2 separate regions of the Mus musculus genome follow, and region 2 is linked to region 1. The links are chromatin contacts, called in public HiChIP or PLAC-seq maps. All regions are on one chromosome and are shown on one strand. The core of a region is the stretch at or near the end of the contact, and the rest is flanking DNA. Distances in the headings are between cores, read along the strand shown. Region 1 overlaps Stard13 (StAR-related lipid transfer (START) domain containing 13). Region 2 has its middle 47 kb from the start of 5430435K18Rik.

The links. HiChIP or PLAC-seq counts read pairs in DNA pulled down with a chosen protein or histone mark.
Region 2: a contact with region 1 is called in an H3K27ac HiChIP or PLAC-seq map of extraembryonic endoderm stem cells. The contact joins two enhancer-like sites. A contact is called at or near these places in 1 of 15 datasets of contacts at CTCF or cohesin (the NIH/3T3 cell line), 10 of 484 Hi-C or Micro-C datasets (the 3T3-L1 cell line, the AML12 cell line, the HL-1 cell line and 4 more), 1 of 115 datasets of contacts at active chromatin or transcription factors (extraembryonic endoderm stem cells) and 1 of 9 other capture datasets (embryonic stem cells).

Annotation. Positions count from the first base shown.
Region 1 is chr5:151,151,579-151,156,371 of GRCm38.p6, reverse strand. All of the region lies in intron 1 of Stard13 (StAR-related lipid transfer (START) domain containing 13), which reads left to right. Among named protein-coding and RNA genes, the nearest start is that of Stard13, 36 kb to the left of the region's middle. Within about 2 kb of position 2,146, at least 65 of the 459 cell types and tissues checked have an H3K27ac peak or open chromatin away from gene starts, as enhancers often do. A contact at or near this core is called in extraembryonic endoderm stem cells, where this site is marked.
Region 2 is chr5:151,296,860-151,301,652 of GRCm38.p6, reverse strand. It overlaps a transcript of Stard13 not described here. Among named protein-coding and RNA genes, the nearest start is that of 5430435K18Rik, 47 kb to the right of the region's middle. Within about 2 kb of position 2,487, at least 13 of the 459 cell types and tissues checked have an H3K27ac peak or open chromatin away from gene starts, as enhancers often do. A contact at or near this core is called in extraembryonic endoderm stem cells, where this site is marked.

The DNA.
Region 1 (4,793 bases), core at 897-3,396:
TGGATCTCTGAGATGATGACATTTCCCTTGAATGAAAAGCTCTCAGTATCATTCACACACACCGCCACCCCCCCCCCTACAGCCCCTGCCACCATGTTTGCACTGTTCATTTGCTTAGTAAATTTTTCAGAAAATGGTTTGTACATTAAGATCTATTCCAGGTACCATAAAGATAATGGGGCAAGAATAGTGAGTATAACAGCATGGGGCCATGATTGACAGCAAGGGAGCACCAATGACAACGAGGGATTTCAGTAAGGTTGGTCCTTAGACACCTCCAGAAGGCCACCAAAGGCATGCATCCATTAGGCAGGACCTTGAGGAGCATTAGACAGGCAACAGCTGCAGAGTTCTCCAGATGTGAAGGGATGTTCTCTTCAGACCTTAGCCATACCACAGGACACTGACTGAGGTCTGGTTCATGGAAGGCTTGTCTGACACTGATCTTTCTCTCGGCCCTCAACTGGTTAAAAGGCATAAATAAGTAAGGGCTGGGTCAGCACATCCTGGATGTCATGTCCTTGCTTAAGGAAACTTCCTTGGCTGGGTTGGCAGCTTACTCATTGTAAGGCAGACAGCTCCCTGGGGCAAAGGAAACACATTTCTGTCCTTTACAGCCTACTGTCCAGCCCCTGGCACCAACAGGACCGTAAAAGTGTTGTGTGACCTTTGGGGAGTTCAGTTTTATTGAAAAGAGTTCTTTCAGCGCAAATCTCAAGGAATGGTTTGATGTTGGGGAAGGCAAGGAACACCTAAAGAGTGCTCTACTGATTTGGTCTTTGGCTGGTTGGGAACCAGTTTTAACTTTCTGTAACTCAAATCAAGCACACACCTGCTAGTGTAAAACTCCTGGTACTGAGGGCAGTGGTTTTTCCTCCCACACTTCAGTACTGTTAGTGTTCAAAGTGCCACCCCCACAGTTACCTGGCAACAGCCAGGTAGGCCTGACCCACTCTAAAAGGTGCTACTTGCCCCCTCTGCCCTCTCTTGATCTCTTGCTTCTCTCCTGCTCTTGCTCCCCCTTCCCCATTCCCTTCCCTTCCCCCTCTCTCCACATGCTCATGGCTATGGCCGGCCTCTACTTCTCTACTCTCTCTCTCTCTCTCTCTCTGCCTTTCTCTGCCACTACTGCTATCTTAACTCCCCTCCTCATGTCCTGAATAAACTCTATTCTATACTATATAGTCTTGTGGCTGTTCCCTCATGGGGAAGGGATGCCTTGGCATGGGCCCACTGAGGTACACTCTCCCTCCATACCTCACCAACACCCCCATAGAACAAGCTGGCAGCCTGGCGGGCAGAGATCTGGGCTGTTGGGATTTATAAAGTCTCTTGGCACTGTGCAGAAAGGAGGGCTCTAAATTCAGCCACGAGTGAGGGACCTTCTCAGACACTCCTTGTGGTTAAAACAAATGATTGAAGCCTGCTGTGCAGCTGTTTGAGTCCAGATGGAATGTCTAGCATGCTGCTATCTTGGCTTCCAGGACAGCCTCTAGAGGCCCTAGGGACCTCACCCTGTTCCCAAAGACTCCTTGTCATGAGGGGCGTGGCCAGAGGCATGCAGGATTAAAGGCAGAGAATTAAAAGGGGGCGGGGGTGGGGCAGGAAGACAGTTTCCAGAGCCATCAAAACTATTCAAAATCTTGAGTAAATTGTGTTATTTAAGCAGAAGAAACAGGATTAAAAGGTGACAGGGCTTCCTTTTCTACCACCAGTTGCCATTATGATACAGAAAACACCAAAAAACAAGAATATCATAGTCAGTGTGTCTCTAGCTAAAGTTCCTTATTTTGACTTTTAACTTATTTAAAATTAAAATAATTTGACCTTTATTCATTTCTTTTATGTGTGGGAGTAAGCTACTAAATATGGAAGTCAAAGGACAACTTGGAGACATCTCTTCACCTTAAGTGGGACCCAGGGATCGAACTCAAGTCTTCAGGGTTGACAGGCCTATGCCTGAAACTGCTGAGAACTCTCACCCACCCACTCCTTGTTTTGATTTTTTTTTAAAGCTATATCAAAAGTTTTCGATGTAGGGTTTTGTTTTGCTTTATTTTGTTTTTTCTCGTCTGTTTTGAAAGGGAAGGCATTTTATTGATTTTACTTTACTTGTTGATGTCTGTTTTTGAAACTGAGTTCAGGGTTGAGTGCCCTGTGTTTGAGCAGCAATGTTGCTGACAAGCTAATTGGAGGTTCAGCGGGAGTGGGGGAGGGGCTTTCAAATTCCCATAGAACATAAAGATTCACTGTAGCTCACCATCAAAGGAAGGAATAACTCTAGCATGAAGTGTCTGCACTTTACACAGGCAGCCAGTTACACCGGTAGAGTTTGCTTTTACTAAGAAGAGACGTGTCTGGAAATGCAACATGTGCATCCACCTGTAAGAGCCCACCAGCCACTTATGGGAGGTGACAACAGAACAGTGTCCTGTGCACTTCCTCTCTTGAGGCACAAAAGTAAGTGAGACCAAATGCTCTGCAGATTGGTGGCTACACAGCTTTTATAACTGTACCAAGTGTGCATGGTCTTCTGGTGGACAATCATCTTAACCTGGCCAGAAGCTCTAGCAAACCTTCCCCTTTGATGGAGTGATTCATTTGGAGAGAGGGACGCGGTGGGGTGCCTGAGGTCCAGGTAGCACAGCATGCTGACTCAAAGACCACATTTTCCCCTCCTCTCTCCTCCTCCCCCTCCTCTTTCTCCTTCTCTTCCTCCTCCTCCTCTTCCACCTCCACCTCTTCCTCTTCCTCTTTCTTCCTCCTCCTGCCCCTCCTCTTTCTCCTTCTCTTCCTCCTCTTCCTCTTCCACCTCCACCTCTTCCTCTTCCTCTTTCTTCCTCCTCCATCTCCTCCTCTTTCACCTCCTCTTTCTTCTCCTCCTCCTCCACAGTGTTAGCCATGGTTATGGAGTGAGATGGACCCCTAGGCAAACTCTCAATCAACCCTCCTACCTTCTGGCCACTAGCTGTGTGTGTATACAGCCTCTCTTTCAACTCACAGAACAGTCCTGTGAGGTTGGAGTTCTATTTTGCAAATGCAGATTTGAGGCTCCTTGAAATTAGTGACTGACATCTGCAGCGTCCCAGATTACAACCATGCCTTCGCTCTTGCTCTTATCTGCAATGTTTTCTTCCCGTCCTCTTTCCTCTCCTTGCTTCCCTGCTCCCATTTCTCCGCATCTACTCTCTCCAGGATCTCATTAGGCTGGACTAACCTGGAATTAGCTATGTAGACAAGGCTAGCTAAAAAACATAGATATTCACCTGTCTGTACCCACTCCTCCACCCACCTCTGCCCCCCCTCCCCAGTGCTCAGATTGAAACCGTTCACCACCACACCCATGATCACACCTCCTTAATCTTCTATTATTTTACTTACTGCAAACCTATTGAACTCAAACTCCATTCGAGGCCCTGTATTAAATAAGACAGAGAAGATTCTTGTCCTCATGTATCTTGTAAACTAGCCCACCAGGAACAGAAGTGTTTTTAAACAGAACAAAGGGGGTTGAGGGATGGGCCCACCTACGAAGGGACTGCTGCTTTCCGAGAAGGGGAGTTAACATATTGGCTGTGCTGGAGGAGACTGAAAAGATCTTAACAAGATGGGACAATGATCCAAGATCATGGCCTGAAGTTAAGCAGAAATAGACTTGAAGCTTTTTACTGACTTTTATAAGTATATCATTAGAACACTGGCCTGCACCTTTAAGCCTGACATCGTAGCCTGAATCGGGCCACACTTCCCTCCCACTCTTTCTGGGACAGAGTTAAGATGCAGCCTCCATCCTGAACAAAACCTCTCACTTTATGGTATCTGGCTCCTCCAGGTTGCCTGGCACATCACACATGCGCTATTGAACTAAATCGTGATGTGTAAGAATTTCTCCGACCCTTTAAGGATTATAAGAAGCCAGAACTTTCCCTTGCTTGGGGTGTTGATCCAAGACACTCCACCCATCCTCTACAGAATCCCTTTTCACTCACCTTCCCTCCCTGCCCCCTCCGATGTTCTCCTAATGAAGCTTCTCTCCAGGCATTAGAGGAAGCCTCTCCTTCCCCCTAAGGCCCCACCATGTGTAGATCTCCATATATTATATTGTTTCTGTCTAATGCTCTCCCTTCCACCTCAAGGCTCCATGATGGCCCTGAGGCTCTCTCATTCAATAATTCATCAGGTGAAGCTTGAAGCCCTAAGAGAGTGGGGTACACTTTTTAAAGAGACTGTCTTAGACTATATCTGTTCCAGCAGAGATTCCAAAAGAAAGGTCTGGCAATCAGTTTTACTTTGCATCCCGAACTTCTTCCAGGGCATTCCATGTGTTTTTGTTTGTTTTAAGGGAAGAACTGTTTATAAGAGAGTGTTTCCGACACAACAATAAAGTAAGTCTCTAGAATCTTAATTCTTGTGGTAGAAGGGAAGAGATGCTCACTTATTCCCTACCTATTCTTACGTCCTGGTGAGCTTCCCAGTGCGGCACTTAAGGCTTTGCAGCCGGGAACCTGAAAGACAAATGACATCACCCTGTGCTTGCCTTTCCTTGGCAGTGCTTAGCAACTGCCACTGCTCGCCTATGGCACATTTCCCAGACCTGTTTTTCGTGCCGTGTCTTGTGTTCTGATTTCACTGTTACCATGGTCTGAGTGAAAAATGTCCCCTACAGGTTCGGGTTGTGAACACTTGTTTCCCTGTAGGTGGCGCTGTTTGGGGGAGATTATGTAACCAATAGGAGGAAGAGCCTCGCCAGAGGAAGTATGTCACTGTGGGTGGGCTTTGAGAGTTTAAAGCCT
Region 2 (4,793 bases), core at 1,238-3,737, 140 kb before region 1:
GTGCTGCTCTGAAGATGGTGTAATCTGAAAATACTGGCCTTGCTAGAAGCATGGGAGTGTTTCACAGTTAGATTTTATCCTCCTTTGCTTAGTGTCAAATACATTTCCCTGACAGTGGATGGTAATCTGGTTACAACAGGCCACAGTGCCTGGCCATGCTGTGTGATGCTATTTCTTTATGGAAATATGATTTATGACCACACAGTTCTCAGTAGATATCTTGCCATATCCAACCTGGACCATTCTATAGCATGGCATGTGCCAGTTCTTCAGGTAGACTGTGAGTATTTGGGGGAGTGACTGCAGAGAAAAGTGGTGTGAATTTGATTGGAGAAGCTAGGTCCTATGCTGTTCCTCCAAAAGGCAGTAAGAATCTATCAGAGACAGGCACAGAATAAAGAACAATATTGTCCTATGTACACACTTCTGAGGATTGGTCTTGAATAAAGCGTGGTAGGAATACAAGAATAGGACAAATAGGATTTATGGAGAACCACCATAACACAAGCCGCAGATCATGACAGATAGAAGAAATACAGCAGCTATCAAAGGTGATGCATAGGAAGATTGAAATGGAAAACTAGGGACTTTATGGGTATGAAGCTAAAAGGATGTGCCTGATCTCCACGTACTTGACCACAGAGAATCACCTTGGCTGCTAGCTTCCCTTGCTTCTCCCAAGGCTTGGAGACCATTGGCTTACTTTAATTTTATCTTTGTTCCCTTGGATGCAGTGGCTGCTCTCATCTCTTTACACTTGGTTTTCCTTAGTGTACACATCAGAGTCTCATCAGCCTCGTTGTGTTTAGATCTGCCTGGGATCCTTGCTTAGTGCTTCACTCTTGGAGACTTCAATTGCGTATATAAGTCACTTGGATTTTATACTCAACTCTTTTCTCTTTATGCTTTATTCTGGGTCGTATATCAGACTCACTCTCTAATCTTTTCTCCTTACACACCCCATTTGCTATTAAGCTTGTAGAGTGCATCTTAGGAAGCCCCAGCATGTAGATGGCTGTTGTCTAAGCCACTCTAGTCTGTGGTTTTTGTTGTGACAGACGTAGGAGATCTGTTGTACCATAGGAACCACCCACAATCACAAACAACTTATGGCAACTGTATTCTAATAGACTTCTCTCCATGATGTGGAAGCTGACAGGCTGTTGGCACAAAGCCTGGTGACCTGAGTTTGACCCTCAGGACCCATAAGGTTGAAGGAAAGAACCAACTTACACAGAGTCTCCTCACTTCCACATGTTTATTGTGGTGTAAATGCGCACATAAACACACACACACACACACTACAAAACAAGCATAAACACCCAGAGAAATACACACACTAACAAAAAAGTAATATGATGTTTTTAAAACACACACTAAATAACAACATAATAAAATGTTTAAAAAGATATTAGATGTTCTCTGATTTTCTTCGATCACATAATAGTTTTCTTTTTTTTTAAAAAAAAACTTATTTGAAAATGTAAAAGCCATTCTAAATTAGCCCAAACATTGCCAAAAGAGGCCATGAATAAAATGTGACTGACAAGCTGGGTTAAAATCCTCATTGCAGAGGTCAAAGTGTCATAGCAAATGCCCAGGGAATCACAAGCCGTTGTCTTAAGACCTGATCATCCATCACCTCCCTCTTTTCTTCACCGTGCCTTACTTAGTGTACAGAAAGTACCAGGGCACCCAACCCTGCCCAGATCTTCCCCACCGGCAACTCTTGCCTCACAGAACAGCTCCAAGATTTCTCGCTACTTCTCCCAGTCTCCTAGTACTGTTTGACCTCAGTAAAAATTGTTGGCAAGGCTTTCTCCTCTAGTGACACTTTTGGAGAAGGCTACAGCTGAAAGTCCAGTCTGTCCTCCGCGTCCGTGTTTTTGTGCGAGCTCTTTCACTCTAATTGGCTTCTGTGTGTGTAGTCAGTGTGCCAAATTCTTGCTTTATGGACAGTAGTGAATCTTCCCTTCTGTCTTCCACTGGCCCTGGGCTCAAAGCAAGTTTTTTTCAAATTAAGTTCTTATATCTCTGGTCCAAAGTAGCAAACTGCTTCCGAGTAAGCAGGAAGCTCCTTTTTTTGTTTTCTGTGTTCACACAGCACAGTTCAGGACCATGGCTGAAACCTACGCCATCTGTACAGGGCATGCATGAAGAAGTACTTACTCATGGAGGCCAGAAGAGGGCGTCGGATACCCTGGAACTGGTATTACAGGCAGTTGTGAGCCACCGTGTGGGTGCTGGGAATCGAACTTTGGTCCTCCTCAAAAGCAGCCAGTGCTCTTAACTAGTGAGCCATCTCTCCAGCAGTTTTAGATCTTGTAGAATTTCAGATTTGGGGTCATGGGCCCTCTGCTAATCTGTTAATACCCTAAGGAAACAGACAAGTCAGTATTCCCAGAATTCACATCCACTGGCGGAGAGAAGCGTTTAAAGCCCTTTGTAAGTATGAAACAATACAGTCAAGCACCACAAAAGCACAGATAGGGAAACTGCCTGCATACACTCCTCTGCCCCAGCCTTCCCTCATCCCAGCCTTCCCTCATCCCGGTCTTCAGCGCAGCAGTTTTGTGTTATCTGTAAAGAATTCTAAGCTAAATAAAGCGGTCAGCATTTGACATATGAGCTAATTTACACCCCTACTTTACATTTAAAGATCACAGTCTGACTCTCTGGTAGTCTCATAGTGTGCTGCCTCCTGTTGCTAACACCTGCCAAATGCTCTTGCACACCTGGCCATTGTTTTTCAAATGGTCTAACAAACTCTACTTAAAAAAAAAAAACAAATCTAATATATAATTGAATTTATATTGGTGTTCCAGATAAATACATTTCCAGAAGAGTAAATAGGCATTGTAGGTTGAGGTAAATGAGAGTTGAGGAACAACTAATGTAACATAATGTATGGAAGAAGATACTCAACACAGGATAATTTGCAAGACAGGCAGAACAACTCAGCTCCTGGTTGGAAAGGCCTGGAGAGACTAAAAGGGCGCCCACAGGTTCTGGGCCCAGGGCTGATAGAGTATCACTCTCAAGCTGCCGCTGTCAGTCCTGCCTTGGATAAGGAATGGCTCACACCTGCCTAGCAACAATACAGTTTCACACAAGATAGACATTCTTAGGGCCTCATGGGGTTCCACGCCCTGGAAGTCTCACTTCAACTGTTTGCCCAGATGCAGAATTCCTAGGATTGTCGTTTTAGAATGAATTCTTTTTCTTTGTGTGTGTGTGGGGGTGGGGGGTGGGGGGGGGGTTGGAGACAGGGTTTCTCTGTGTAGCCCTGGCTGTCCTGGAACTCACTCTGTAGACTATTCTATTCCCTAAACTTAATCCAGGAAAACACTGTGACCACTTTTGTTATTAAGAAACTGTGTTGTTATTTAATGTTTCTTTCTTTGTTTATTCGTTCCTAGGAACTGGCCTAAATCCTATATACAACATATGCACAAAGCAACTCGTTTCTTTGTGTCAACCAACCAAGCAAAAAAAAAGGAAGCCTTCCAAATATGGCCTATACCATCTATGGTCTGGGATGAACAGTAGTATAACTATAACTAGAGTCATGGGGTTTTTTCTTAAATGTCAACTGTAAAACATAAAATTCTTTTGATTAACACCAGATGTCAGGAACACTTACTTAAATGGCATGTTTTATTAAATGGCGTCATTACTAGACTCACTGAAGTACTAAAGATGACCTTTTTTTGCATTAGATTACATAGCTGAAGTTATGTATTACTACAGTATTTCAAATATTTGGACACTAGTATATATGAACCAAAATGTACATTTAGAACCATACTTAAACATCTTGGGTTGAAATGAAAATGTTCATGTCCACAAAAGTAGATTTTTATTTTTATCTTTATTTTTATTATATATTTTCTTTATTTACATTTCAAATGTTATCCCCTTTCCTAGTTTCCCCTCCGAAAATCCCCTAGCCCCTCTCACCTTCCCCCTGCTCCCCAACCCACCCACTCCAGCTTCCTGGCCCAGGCATTTCCCCTATACTGGGGCATAGAACCTTCACAGGACCAAGGGCCCCTCCCTCAATGATGACCAACTAGACCATCTTCTGCTACATATGCAACTAGAGCCACGAGTCCCACCATGTGTTTTCTTTGGTTGGTGGTTTAGTCCTAGGGAGCTCTGGGGGTACTGGTTAGTTCATATTGTTTCCTCCTATGGGGCTGCAAACCCCTTCAGCTCCTTGGGTCCTTTCTCTAGTTCCTACATTGGGGACCCTGTGCTCTGTCCAATGGATGGCTATAACCATCCACTTCTGTATTTGTCAGGCACTGGCAGAGCCTCTCAGGAGACAGCTTTATCAGGCTTCTGTCAGCAAGCTCTTGTTGGCATTTGCAATAGTGTCTGGGTTTAAAATTAGGTTTTTATACAACTTTACGTCCAACGTTTATTGAGATGTTTTGTGGCAACAAAAATAAGTATTACATGTGTCAAATGTATAAGAAATCAGGGAAGTAAAAATAAAGGGAAGATTTGAAGTGCATACTATATTTCTTCTGCCCTTTTGTAGAATTCCTAGACTTTGCTTTCATAGCACAGCTATTTGAGAAAATCTGTCATATAGCACACCTTTTAGCTAAAAATTTCTCCAGCCTTCTCTGAACTCATGCTGGGAAAACACGGCTTCATTGCTAGGCAGAGCCTTCCCATGAGGCTGTGCTTAAACTATTTTGAATTCTAATTCAAGGACAATAATAAAAATTTAGAATGTTTAATAGGAAATATTATAAAAATTTACTCCACCAACTGTATTCTGG